Linked DNA regions of Mus musculus: all the other regions are linked to region 2. Evidence: chromatin contacts called from public Hi-C data. All regions are on one chromosome and are shown on one strand. The core of a region is the stretch at or near the end of the contact, and the rest is flanking DNA. Distances in the headings are between cores, read along the strand shown.

Evidence for each region. A called contact is a pair of places that touch in the nucleus more often than the background predicts.
Region 1: a contact with region 2 is called in a Hi-C map of the N1E-115 cell line, with 5 times the contacts expected there. The contact joins the enhancer-like site here to the promoter of Mtmr9 in region 2. A contact is called at or near these places in 6 of 39 promoter capture datasets (the 3T3-L1 cell line, cranial neural crest, embryonic stem cells and 3 more), 1 of 484 Hi-C or Micro-C datasets (the N1E-115 cell line), 8 of 115 datasets of contacts at active chromatin or transcription factors (the NIH/3T3 cell line, T-cell acute lymphoblastic leukemia, embryonic limb bud and 3 more) and 2 of 9 other capture datasets (adipose tissue and pancreatic islet).
Region 3: a Hi-C map of the MNK3 cell line shows a contact between it and region 2, with 8 times the contacts expected there. The contact joins the enhancer-like site here to the promoter of Mtmr9 in region 2. A contact is called at or near these places in 22 of 39 promoter capture datasets (the 3T3-L1 cell line, 3T3-L1-derived adipocytes, the C10 cell line and 11 more), 7 of 15 datasets of contacts at CTCF or cohesin (the G1E-ER4 cell line, the NIH/3T3 cell line, embryonic stem cells and 2 more), 210 of 484 Hi-C or Micro-C datasets (the 3T3-L1 cell line, 3T3-L1-derived adipocytes, the 63-12 cell line and 97 more), 33 of 115 datasets of contacts at active chromatin or transcription factors (T-cell acute lymphoblastic leukemia, acute myeloid leukemia, astrocytes and 16 more) and 6 of 9 other capture datasets (adipose tissue, embryonic tail, embryonic trunk and 3 more).

Annotation. Positions count from the first base shown.
Region 1 is chr14:63,711,258-63,715,108 of GRCm38.p6, reverse strand. The region is part of intron 1 of Xkr6 (X-linked Kx blood group related 6); the gene reads right to left. Among named protein-coding and RNA genes, the nearest start is that of Mir598, 14 kb to the left of the region's middle. Within about 2 kb of position 1,833, at least 27 of the 459 cell types and tissues checked have an H3K27ac peak or open chromatin away from gene starts, as enhancers often do. A contact at or near this core is called in the N1E-115 cell line, embryonic limb bud and pancreatic islet, where this site is marked.
Region 2 is chr14:63,542,308-63,546,002 of GRCm38.p6, reverse strand. It overlaps Mtmr9 (myotubularin related protein 9), which reads left to right and starts at 2,050. Exons shown (of 10, transcript NM_177594.1): 1 at 2,050-2,545; 2 at 3,547-3,655. The coding sequence starts at 2,364.
Region 3 is chr14:63,374,998-63,378,864 of GRCm38.p6, reverse strand. It overlaps Blk (B lymphoid kinase), which reads left to right. Exons shown (of 13, transcript NM_007549.2): 10 at 321-397; 11 at 2,819-2,969. Among named protein-coding and RNA genes, the nearest start is that of Gm46458, 5.8 kb to the right of the region's middle. Within about 2 kb of position 1,299, at least 40 of the 459 cell types and tissues checked have an H3K27ac peak or open chromatin away from gene starts, as enhancers often do. A contact at or near this core is called in the C2C12 cell line, the CH12 cell line, the MNK3 cell line and 7 more, where this site is marked.

The DNA of each region.
Region 1 (3,851 bases), core at 584-3,083, 170 kb before region 2:
CCTGAAAAGAGAACAATCCCTGGGATCAAAAGGTGGGGTAGACATTAGGAATGGAAAGAGGAAGATGGAAGGAAAGGAAAAAAAGAAAGGGAAGAAAAGGAGGAAAGAAGGAAAGGCTGGAGATATGCCGGCAAGCAGGGAGGAAGGAGGACAGAAACAAGAGGCATGCCCTGGAAGAATGGTGTGGGGTGTTCCCTTTCCTAGGTTTCCTCGAATCCTCCCCTGGGTCTCCCCTGAGCGCCTTCGCTTCATCACAGAGTCTGGAGCCTGCCTGTCTATTCTGCTCCCAGGGAGGCCCCACCCAGTGGGCAGCTGCAGAGCCATCTGCTGCGAGGGCGGTGGCAGCACCAGCTCCAGGGTTTGTTTACAAACTGGGCTCTGCGTGTTAGAGAAACATCACACCTCTTCCAGGCATTGTGTGGTGCCAGGTGGAAGGAGGGACCAGTGAGGACCACGGTGTGCAGACCAGGAACCAAGACCTAGGCATAGGGTGGGGCCCTTATCCTGGTCACAGTCCTTTACACAACCTGCACTGGCCTGTGAGTCCACAGTGGGCCCATCTGGAACTCTGGCCAAGGTAACAGCATCTATATAAGGGCTTATGAAGGCTGAATCTGGGTAACACTACAGGGTACTCTAGGTCACATGGGTCTTTAGTATCTTATAGAATGCCACTCAGATCCAATGTCTCCCACAACTCAGGATATTCCATTTTTTGATAGTTGTAATATACAGGTGACAAGATCGACATTAAAATACACCTGTAAAACAAAAATCCATTTACTAATAGAATAAGAATATTGTAAGGGCTAGATGGCTCAGTTGGGGTAAAGTTCTATCCATGCCAGCATGAGGACCTGATTTTAAGCCCCAGTACCCACATAAAAACCAGTGTGGTGAGCTTGTACAGAGATAGGGAGAACCCTGGGGCTCACTGGCAGCCAGTCTAGCCCAATCTGTATGTTCCAGGTTCAGTGAGAGACCCTGTCTCAAAAAATGAGGCAGAGAGCAATAGACAAAGACTTCTGATGTAGTTGCCTAGTAGGGCACACAGGCACATGCGCACACAAACACCACACACACACACACACACACACACACACACACACACACAGTATATGGAACCTTGAGGTCAGAGCACAAGTATAAGCAAGGAGACAATTACATTTTAAAAAGACAATTCAGGTGCCACAGGAATATGACCATCCTGATACAATCTGTGAGAACAGCTCTGGGTAGTAAATATTATTTTACAAATGATCCAAAAAGAAGAAACAATGTATCCCAGATCTCAATGGAACTGGGAGCCAGGTCTAAAGTCTGTGATCTCTCTGTGGTGCCTGCACAGGAGATAGATAAGAAATAATTTGCTTCCTGGCTCAGGCTGAAACAGCTGGGCTGCAGCACCACACCGAAATCTGGCCTCATTGCACAGGGACAGTGGCAATTCTCAGCTGGAGCAACAACTTAAAGAGCTGTTTTAAAATTTCCAAATTAGCAAAAATGGGAGCAGGCTGATTAGAAAACGCCACCTAGCTGTCCTTGCTGACGGCAATATAGACCCATGAAGGCCAATCCCCAAGTTTGGGTGAATCTTAGTAACAGTCAGTTTGTTTAGTCAACATTGGAAATCTGTGTGGCCATTGAGAGCCGTGAATCCTTTGTCAGGGCAATGAAGACACAAAACACAAGGGCAGGGGAAGGCGGTGGTGGTGTCTGCCCAGCATGCTGGAAACTTTGCCTGGAGCCCTTTGTCCATAGCAAAGTGATGAGTGCCACTTTGGAACATCTCTGTCCTTGGTGCTGAAGCCATGTCCCAGGAAGATGTCTTGAACACCAAAGATCATGGTCCTGAAGCTGCCCCCATGACTCTGTCCAAGGTACTGAATATATACTGGGTCTGTCCAGGGTGCTGAGATTTCACCAACGGGGTTCTGTCCAGAGTGCCACAGAAGCCCCCAAAGTGCTCTGTTCAAGGTCCCAAGAAAGTACAGATGAAGACTGAGAATGAGAAATCCATTCCCATCTTCCTGGAGCAGGGACTGAGGGTCAGACAGGTCCATTAGGCCTACTTGGCCCAAATACGGAGAGGGAGGGAGGGCTGGGTGCACCCTGGAGAGAAAGGTAGGTGGCTGCCAGCAGCCACAGTGCTAGGTCTGCAGCTGAGGCCCTTCAAGGGGATCTGCGTGTGCATGGGTCAGACCAGGACACCACAGCAGGAGCTGCTGCTGCTCTTATCTCACAGCCTGCTGGGTCCCTTAGCCACGCTCCTCCCTCTAAAGAGCAAGCAAGCAAGCAAACATCATGTGGGGTGAAACCAGGACAGCAGTGGGCTAATCCATCCAGGGCAAAGTCATCTGGAAGCACGGAATGCCATAGAACAGACAGGCCAAGGAAACTAGGACTGCTGAAAGAAACTAGACATGACAGCAGAAAGCAAGTCAGGTCCAGTTTGGAAGTCCAACAAGGCGGGAGAAAAAGCTGCCAGTATGGGGCCTGTCCAGATACAGGCTAGCATTGGCCAGGCACTAGGGGGAACAAGCTATAGACAGCAAAGCAGATTTACACAGCTCAGTGGTATACGGAGCCAAAACTGAGGTAAGGGAGAACCACTGGCTTCTCGAGAATGCCAGGGGATTGTAGCCTGGGATCTATGAACCAAGTGTGCACAAAATGTATTTGCATGTGCCTTCATTCACTCCTGCCCTTAGAAAGACTTTGCAAAGGAAATATGAAGATCCAAAACCTCCAGCTCCACAAGGTTATGGGGCACTAACTTCAAACCTATCATGCCCAGGATCCAAGGGAAAGAGATGGATTTTCAATGAAATGATTACAGTTAAATCATTTTGCAAATATTTTCAGGGAGTAAAAAGCTCCAGGAGTAGACACAACCCTCTGAGGTGATGGTGTTATATTTTGAGCTTTACTTATTTTGTGGAGCAAACTTTAAAAATTACTGTTATTAACCTTTATGCATGTATATATCAAAACTGTCCCTGTTTCCCCTGAAAACCCAGCCAACACAATGTTGCTCGGTCTCCTTAGCAATCAGGTGTTCTTGTTAATTAACTGAAGCTGGTGCAATGTAAATGACAGTGATCCCCCAACTAGGTGTGGCCCTAAAATCCTCCCACGATCAAGTGTGTCTGTGTGTTCTATCTCTCTCCCTCCCTCCCTCCCTCCCTCCCTCCCTCCCTCCCTCCCTCCCTCCCTCCCCATCTCCTCTCTGAGTCAGGAGTTCACTCTGTCATGCAAACTGGCTTCACTCTCCTAGCAATTCTCCTGCTTCAGCTTCTCAAAACCTGGAATGGCAGCCATGAGCCACCATCCTCTTCCTCCGCATTGGCTGGAAATGACTTCAATAACCCTGGAAATGGAGCATGGGGCAACCTAAGTTCTAGGATCCCCACAGGCAGGACACTTCTGTTGCACTCTGTGTGTATGGGAAATAAATTTCATTCCTATACAACAGAGAGATAGTGGTGTTTACAAACACCTAGCATTACCCACACAGGAGCACACACTGTGACTAGTATGTGGCAAGCCAGGCTGGGTGCAGATCTAAGTCAAGTGTGAACACTTGGGAAGGGGTTGGTGTTTCAGGCAACTGCTGAGGTGGGAGTTGTAAGAGCTCTTGGTACACAGAGCTTGGCAAAAGTTTTGGGGACCCTCCCCTCCTTTCTCTCTATTTCATCCTCATGGACAATTTGGACCTGGCCCCAGGCCCTGGAATCTGTGTTTATCAGCTCTCTCTTTCAGTAGCTATTCTGACAGACATTTGGACGTGAATGGTGGATTTTTTTTTCAGTAGAAACTGAGTGAACTCATCTCTTTCTCTTTTAACTTTG
Region 2 (3,695 bases), core at 801-3,300:
GCTGTGGTCATGGTGTCTCTTCACAATAGAATGCTAAGGCACCCATTGAGCTATCTTTATAGTCCTTAAGTAAATCCATTGTACACATTATAAATTTTATTATTTTCTTGGCTTATCAGAATCCCCTGAGGCCCTTATTTCTTGACTGTTTGGACAGTTAATATTTGACTACATCATTGGATTATTTTAATAGAGGCATATCCCATTGACTTTGAATTCTACCGCCACCTACTGCTTATGTGGGGAACTGTTTCTTGCTCTTTACTCAGGCTTTATTCCTAACTACTAAGTTTGGTTTTCTCAGCGCTAGTGAACTTTCTACGCTTTGAACTTCAAATCACTGGTGATTTAATTTCCTAATCGTTTCTGGTACTTCATTATAACAACTCAGAAGATACCTAATTTTTTTCTCTTGGCAAAAAACAAATAAAAGGAAAAAATCCTAATTTATGACTTTATAGAGCATGAAACATTTTAACTTAATGAAATAACGTTTTCATAATTTATTTTCAAGAAAACCAGAAGGGCCACAGAATCCATGGAGACTTTCTATCTTCTAGCATATACTAAATTGGACACTAAGTTCTTCCTTGGATATCTTCCATTCGGGGAGCCTTACCCTTCAAGGCTTTACTTTCATTTTTTTCTCTGTATAACTTTTCATTATTTTTCAGATTAAAAGTTTTCCATTCCACAATTTGTAGTTAATACAATGAGTCAAGTGAGGAAGGAAAGTAAACAAATCCGGTGTGGAAAACACCTCCACATTACTTCACCTCAGTCCATCAGCATCCATTGCTGGTTGTTTTCCTTTTGCAGATAAACTGGATCGCAGGAGTGAGTGATTTAGGAAGGGAAGGTTTTTAGAAAAGACAAGAACAAAATCAAGGACAAACACTGTGCAATCTGGTCAACTTCACTTTGCACACTCTGAAGTCAGCTACCTTGCTGTTCGTAGACACTGACTGGGTGGTGAGAATTTTCACTGCTAACACAGTAAAAGCAGGCCAGGACTCAAACATAATTCTTATTCTGGGATAAAGTAGAGGGATAGAAAGCAAGAAGAGGGAAATTCTATAGGTGGAACAACATTATGAACTAACCAGTACCCCGGAGCTCTTGACTCTAGCTGCATATGTATCAAAAGATGGCCTAGCCGGCCATCACTGGAAAGAGAGGCCCATTGGACTTGCAAACTTTATATGCCCCAGTACAGGGGAATGCCAGGGCCAAAAAGTGGGAGTGGGTGGGTAGGGGAGTGGGGGGGGGTATGGGGGACTTTTGGGATAGCATTGGAAATGTAAATGAGGAAAATACCTAATAAAAAATTAAAAAAAAAAAAAAAGAAGAGGGAAATTACAACAGCAAAACTCTGTCATTGCAGTGTCCGTGAGCAGTTCAGCTAGACTGTACTTAGCCGGGATACTATGAAGTCGTGACCAATATACCAAGGTCTTGATTTCAGGCTTTGCTACAGATTAACTGAACTATCTCTGAAGACACTAGAGTCCTTTCGCAGGGCGAGGATTAGTCAGTTTCTCTTTCCATCCTTTTAGAATATGCTGTTCTTGGTTAAAGTCATGGCGCTCTCAAAGAGTCTAAAGCATAGATTGTCCCATGTCTCTTCCAGACACCAAGATGCTACTTTTCGATCACAACCTCCGCTTCCATCCTACATTTGACATCTCTTCGTGACCAATTCATGAGACAACTACCAGGTAGCGCAAACGAAGAGCCCTTGAGGGACAGCACTCATGTGGAGGCTGGCAGGTCAGCGACGTCTTCTCGTCTCGCCTTTTCCGATAAGGAATATTTGAAGGGCAAGGATTGCGGCGGTAGAAGGTGAAAGAGGTTTTGGTTGGTTTTGTTTTGTTTTGTTTTGTTTTTCCATTGTAGGACCATAAAGTCATTGTTTCTGGCTGTGTTCCACCGGATCTAGCAAAGTACCAACTTCCGGTCCGGTTTCTATGTCTTCCGAGTCTCGAGTCCCTCTAATTGTGCAGGAGTTCCTGCCGGGTGCAACGCTCAGCAGCTACTTCCGCCAGAAGTCCCTGGCTGCTCGGGCTCGGATGCTGCTGCCCCGACGCCGGGTCCGTCTCCTCCGCAGCCCGCCCGTCAGACGCCGGTGGCAGCGGGGAGTGCAGGGCCTGGCGGGAAGCCTTCTCTGCGACCGAGTCCCGGCCAGTGGTGCGGAAGAGACTTGGAGAAGCGGCCAGGGCGGTGCCCGCAGGCCCTGGCGCACCCGCCCAGCCGGGGCGGGGCTCGACCTCCCGGGCCCGCCCAGCCGGGGCTCCGTCCGGGTCTGCGGATTAACCGCCGGGCACCTGCGGGACTGGGCCTCCCGCCCCTAGGCTGCGCCCAATATGGAGTTTGCGGAGCTGATTAAAACCCCACGGGTAGACAATGTGGTGCTGCACCGGCCTTTCTACACCGCCGTGGAAGGGACCCTGTGTCTGACAGGCCACCACCTGATCCTGTCTTCCCGGCAGGACAACACGGAGGAGCTCTGGCTCCTCCATTCAAATATCGACGCCATCGACAAACGGTGAGCGCCCACCACACCCAGGTCCCGGAGGAGCCTGGAACGGAACAGACGCTTTCAGGTGGTTTTTTATGGGTATCCTGGCTCAGCCAGCCAAATGAGCCTTCTGGGGCCTAGATCTATCTGCACTGGCCACCTGGCATCCCCAGGCTAAGGTCTCAGAGTCGTAGTGGTCATTTTGAACAGCATTTGGGCGTATTTTTAAATGTTCTTTGTAAAAAAAAAATTTCTTCCACCACATTTCTTGAATTATTGGTTGTTGTTAATCTGACTTCACGAAGTTATGATTCAATACAATTTAAAGCGACCCCTCCCCCACGATCTCGTTTTTAAATAGGCATGCTCAGCCCTTTGCAGCATAGGCCGGTCTTGAACTTCCAACTCTCCAGCCCCAGCCTCCCAAGTAAGTGCTGGAATTACAGTTGTGTGTGTATGGGCCGCTATGCCTGGCCATAGTATTTAACTGAGTACACTGTCATTTTTTCCATATATATGCATATGCATTTTAGTCTCTCCTTAAAACGTTTTAAAATCGGTAAGGTGCACCCCTGTAATAGCTGATGGGGAGTGCCGATGCAGGTGGATGACAAATTTTACACCCCTGCTCATTTAGGGAAGACTGAGTTTATCATATTGCATCTTACTTATTCTCTGGAATGATCACTTCCCACTGAGGGTAATCATTAGCCCTTAACATTCAGTTTTTCTTGTGAAAAGAAAGGGGCTGGCTCTAAAGGAACATAGGAACTAATTCATCTTTATTTCCCTACTCCATCACTTTAAATTTTTTATTTTTACTTATGTGTGTATGTGTGTATCTGTGTACAAGATACCATCAGCAGACTACTAGACTCCTCAGTTCATCTTTATTGCATAAATGTATTCAATGGTCTCTCATGCCTGCATGATAAAGACTGAATCCCTGGTTCTCTGTGTTCTGGTTCTCACCTACTGTCCTCACTAGTTTTCTTACCATTTTCATGATTTCATGTAATTTCTTACAGATTTGTGGGCTCTCTGGGTACCATCATCATAAAATGTAAAGATTTCCGAATCATTCAGTTGGATATTCCTGGAATGGAGGAGTGTTTAAATATAGCCAGTTCCATTGAGGTAAGTATGCTGCAGGCAAAATTCTGATAGGAAAATGGCG
Region 3 (3,867 bases), core at 50-2,549, 170 kb after region 2:
GGGGAGGGTGGGAGAGGGAGTCTGTCTAGGAGGGGAGTAGACTAAGGAAGACACCTGGGAACGTCATGCTGGAAAAGAACACTAGCCTTAGGCCCAGAGCTGGTCTATCCCAGCTCTGCTGACTCAGGAGACCCCAGATGTGCCCCTGAATTTATCTGAGAACTAACTTTTAAAAGTCTGGGAGCTAGTGTTTCCCTGAAGCCTGAGGCACCTCAGCTGTAGGCAGATCACCACCCCTACCTCCTCACATAGACACAGACCACGCAATCAGAGCCAGGCTCCATCCAGTCACTTTGCAGTTGCTGTCTTTCTTCTCCTAGGATGCTTGCTGGATTTTCTGAAGACCGATGAAGGTAGCAGGTTGTCCCTTCCAAGGCTGATTGACATGTCAGCCCAGGTTGGTGAGCTCTGAAGCAGAGCGGGAGCCTGAAGGGGGGGGGCGCCCCACTCTGTGCTTTGTGACTGTACTGAATTCCCTGGTAGGAGGCTGTGCTCAACTGTGAAGGGCAGAAAGCCTGAAGTAGCGACCTCTAAATATATAAACCCCTAGAGAACAGATGAGAGACTTTACTCACTGATGTCCTCTGCCCTGATAGCATGGTAGATGCTGAAGCTTCATCACCCACCCTTGACCCTTAGCCAGCAAGATGATGGTGATAAAAATCCCACCTCCTTTCCTCTAGAGACACATCCCTCCCACTCACCTCAATGAGAGGCTCCCTTGGCTGCAAGGGAGTCTGGGAAATGTAGTTCCAATTCTGGGCCGCCATGATGGAGTAGGGTAGTTCTATTTATTAGGAAGGTAGAGATGGCAGTGGATGTTGGAAAGCTGGAGAATAGGAAAGAATTCTGTTTTGAATGTAGGCAGGTATGCTTTGCTCTGACTTCCTTCTCCAATGCTCTCATCCTGTCCTAAGACCCCCTAAATCTTGGTATTGGCCTGGAACTGACCTCAGCCTGATGAGGCATGAGCCACACAGAATACAAGGCACAAAACTTTCTAGGACCACCTTCTACACACACACACACACACACACACACACACACACACACACACACACACACACACACATCACTGTCCTGGATTATTGGCCTTTGGTTCCCTCTGAATCCATCCATGTGTAGACCTCCCCAGCCTCTGCTAGAAGAGTGCAGAATTGAGATTGGGCAGTATCTTTATCCCCGGGGGGATTTTAGCTGAGGGTTCTAACTGGCAGGAAGACACATCTGGGGGCCCTGAGTATGACTGTTGAAACTGGAACTCTCAGCAAGAAAGCTGTGGTCTGTGGCCAGCCTGCGAGACACACTGTCAACACACAGAGAGCTATAAAGGGGAGCCTTCCCACCCACACTTTAACCCACTTGCCCACTTTAACTTCCGACCCTGTCCCACATTATCTGCAGCTGCTATCAGCCCAGGAACTGAGGTCACAGTGTCTTTTTCCACTGGGGTAGCAGAGATCTGTTGATGCAGCTGTTAGGATGGACACAGAAACTTAACCCTGGCGACTGGCTTTGAGTCAGGCATTGGATGGACAGAAGCTGGTCCGCCTCTGCAGCCACAAGAATGGTGGTCCTATACAGTGCAGACTGCCTTGGATTCTTCCTGTCTGCACATTTCCAACCAGAGTCCCAGGACCAGCCCTTGTCGGAGGCCACGTCTACCAAGACTTTTCTGGACAAGAGGGAGGGGTTGTTGGCTCTGCTCTTGAGCAGTTTGCTGCTCATCAATGGATGAACAAGCCTCATTAATGTCTTTGGGTACAAAGCACCAGGGAGAAGATCTAGAGAGAGTCCTGGCTCCCCTTTGGCTTTGTAGCATCTTTTCTACAGACGCAGATTCGCGTCTTCTATGTTTGTGTAGGTTTTGTTTTTTTTTCCCTAAAGCTGATTCGTACGTGTTAGCTAACAGTGTGAGCATTGCCAGGGCTCCCTAGATAGAAGCTGTTTAGTTAGCCCTGGCTTTCCAACCCGCAGAGTCCCACACTAGCAAATGCATATTGACTGAGTGGTTTCGCAAGGGGATAAATGAGGAGACTCATGCATAAAGCAGGGCCCTGTGGAAACAGATGCAGGACTGGGGCCTGGTGTGCAGCTCAATAGGAGAGAAGTTGATAGTATATGTACCTAAGTTCCTGGGCAAGTAGGATCCATCTAGAAGCTGGCATCCTGCAAGAGCAAGTGAGAGCTGAAGTCACCTTTTCCATCCATCAGTGAGTGACTGAAGACTTAATGGCCTGGTACAGGTGCTTGGGACAGACAAGGCTCCTCTTCAGTGAGAGTCTGCTCCTCTGGAGCACCTGGGGCAGGGGCAGGGGCAGGGGCAGGGGCAGGGGCAGGGGCAGGGCCTCAGCTACAGTCACCTTATTCAACACTGACCCTAACCTTGGGTCCCAGAGATGGCTTCTCGTGCTCTGGGTAATAACTATGACCTCTCAGGGAAGTGACCCAGCCCATTGGACATTGGTGATTCCAAGGCATGGTTGGCTCCTCTGAGAGAAGTGTCCACTGAGGGAGTAGCCCTGCCCTTCCGTGCTATGCCCTGTTCGTCCTTTCTCCTCCCTGTCTCATTAGAGGCTATCTACAACCCCAGCCTTCTTTGCTATTCCCAGTCCACAGAACCTTGGAGACAATTGTCTGAAAAAGGGGGACAGGCCTGGGGATGTCAGCCTAGCTTCTCTGCTGCCCTGAGTCTGGGTTGGTCTCATGGGAAGGGGTGGATACCTTCTCTCTCCCCTGGGCAGGGCATGTGAAGCTGGCCTTATGAGCTGGTAGGCTCCATCCTTGCTGCCCTTCACCATGTGACCTGTCCCCTCAGGTTGCAGAGGGGATGGCTTACATAGAGCGCATGAATTCCATCCACCGTGACCTGCGGGCAGCCAACATCCTGGTGTCTGAGACGTTGTGCTGCAAAATCGCTGACTTCGGCTTGGCCAGGATCATTGACAGTGAATACACTGCCCAAGAGGGTGAGCAGAGTGTGTGAGTGTACACACACTCGCGCGCGCACGCACACACACACACACACACACACACACACACGAAAGCCTTTGAACGTCTCAACTCTCTGGAGCCCCCTTGAATGTCTCCTTGCTGTTGGAGATGACTAGGGAGACCCATGGTCCTTGTGTTTGGTCCTTTCCCACCCAGCTCAGCACTTCCTTTCCCTAGATGGGAGGGGGTGGCAGAGAAGCAACTCAAGCCCCTTGGGAGTCTTCATTCAGAATGGCCTTGGAATGCTCAGCTATCTCCTCCCCATCCTGGAGACTCCAGTGCATATAAATCTAGAAGGATGGAGGAGAAGACCTGCACTTTCTTCCCCTTGTTTCACCCTCTGATCCCCAGACTAAGTTGAGAAAATCCTCCTGTGGAAGGAGGGTGTCAGGGAGCACAGGTTGGAAAACACAGCTCTAACTAAAGCATGAGCATCCAACCCTTGCACCCGAAGGGTTGCATGGATGCTCTTCTCTTACTGTGAGTGAGGAAAATTGACTTTGCAGGAGGACTCTGGTACATTGATCAAGCAAGCAGTACTGGTTTAGTGCATTAATCAGTGGATTCAGGAGGAGAGCCACATCTTAGGGGCCGATAACCCCCTCAGGGGACTTCCAACTGGCTCCCCAGACAGTGAAACCATCAGGGGGGAGGTGGCCAATGCCACCTCAGCCTGAGGTTGGCTCTCAGTGCCAACCAAGGCTGTAGCCATCACGGTCTGAACTGAGATGGGCCTTGCTATCCCTCCACACAGTGGCCCTCAGAGGTGTCTGTCTGAGTGTCAGGTTTGCCTTTTGCAGGAAAGCACGGACTGAAGCCCGCCCATACCACGGTCCCTGCCGCTGGACAAGGCCGAGTGAGATAGGAAAGGAT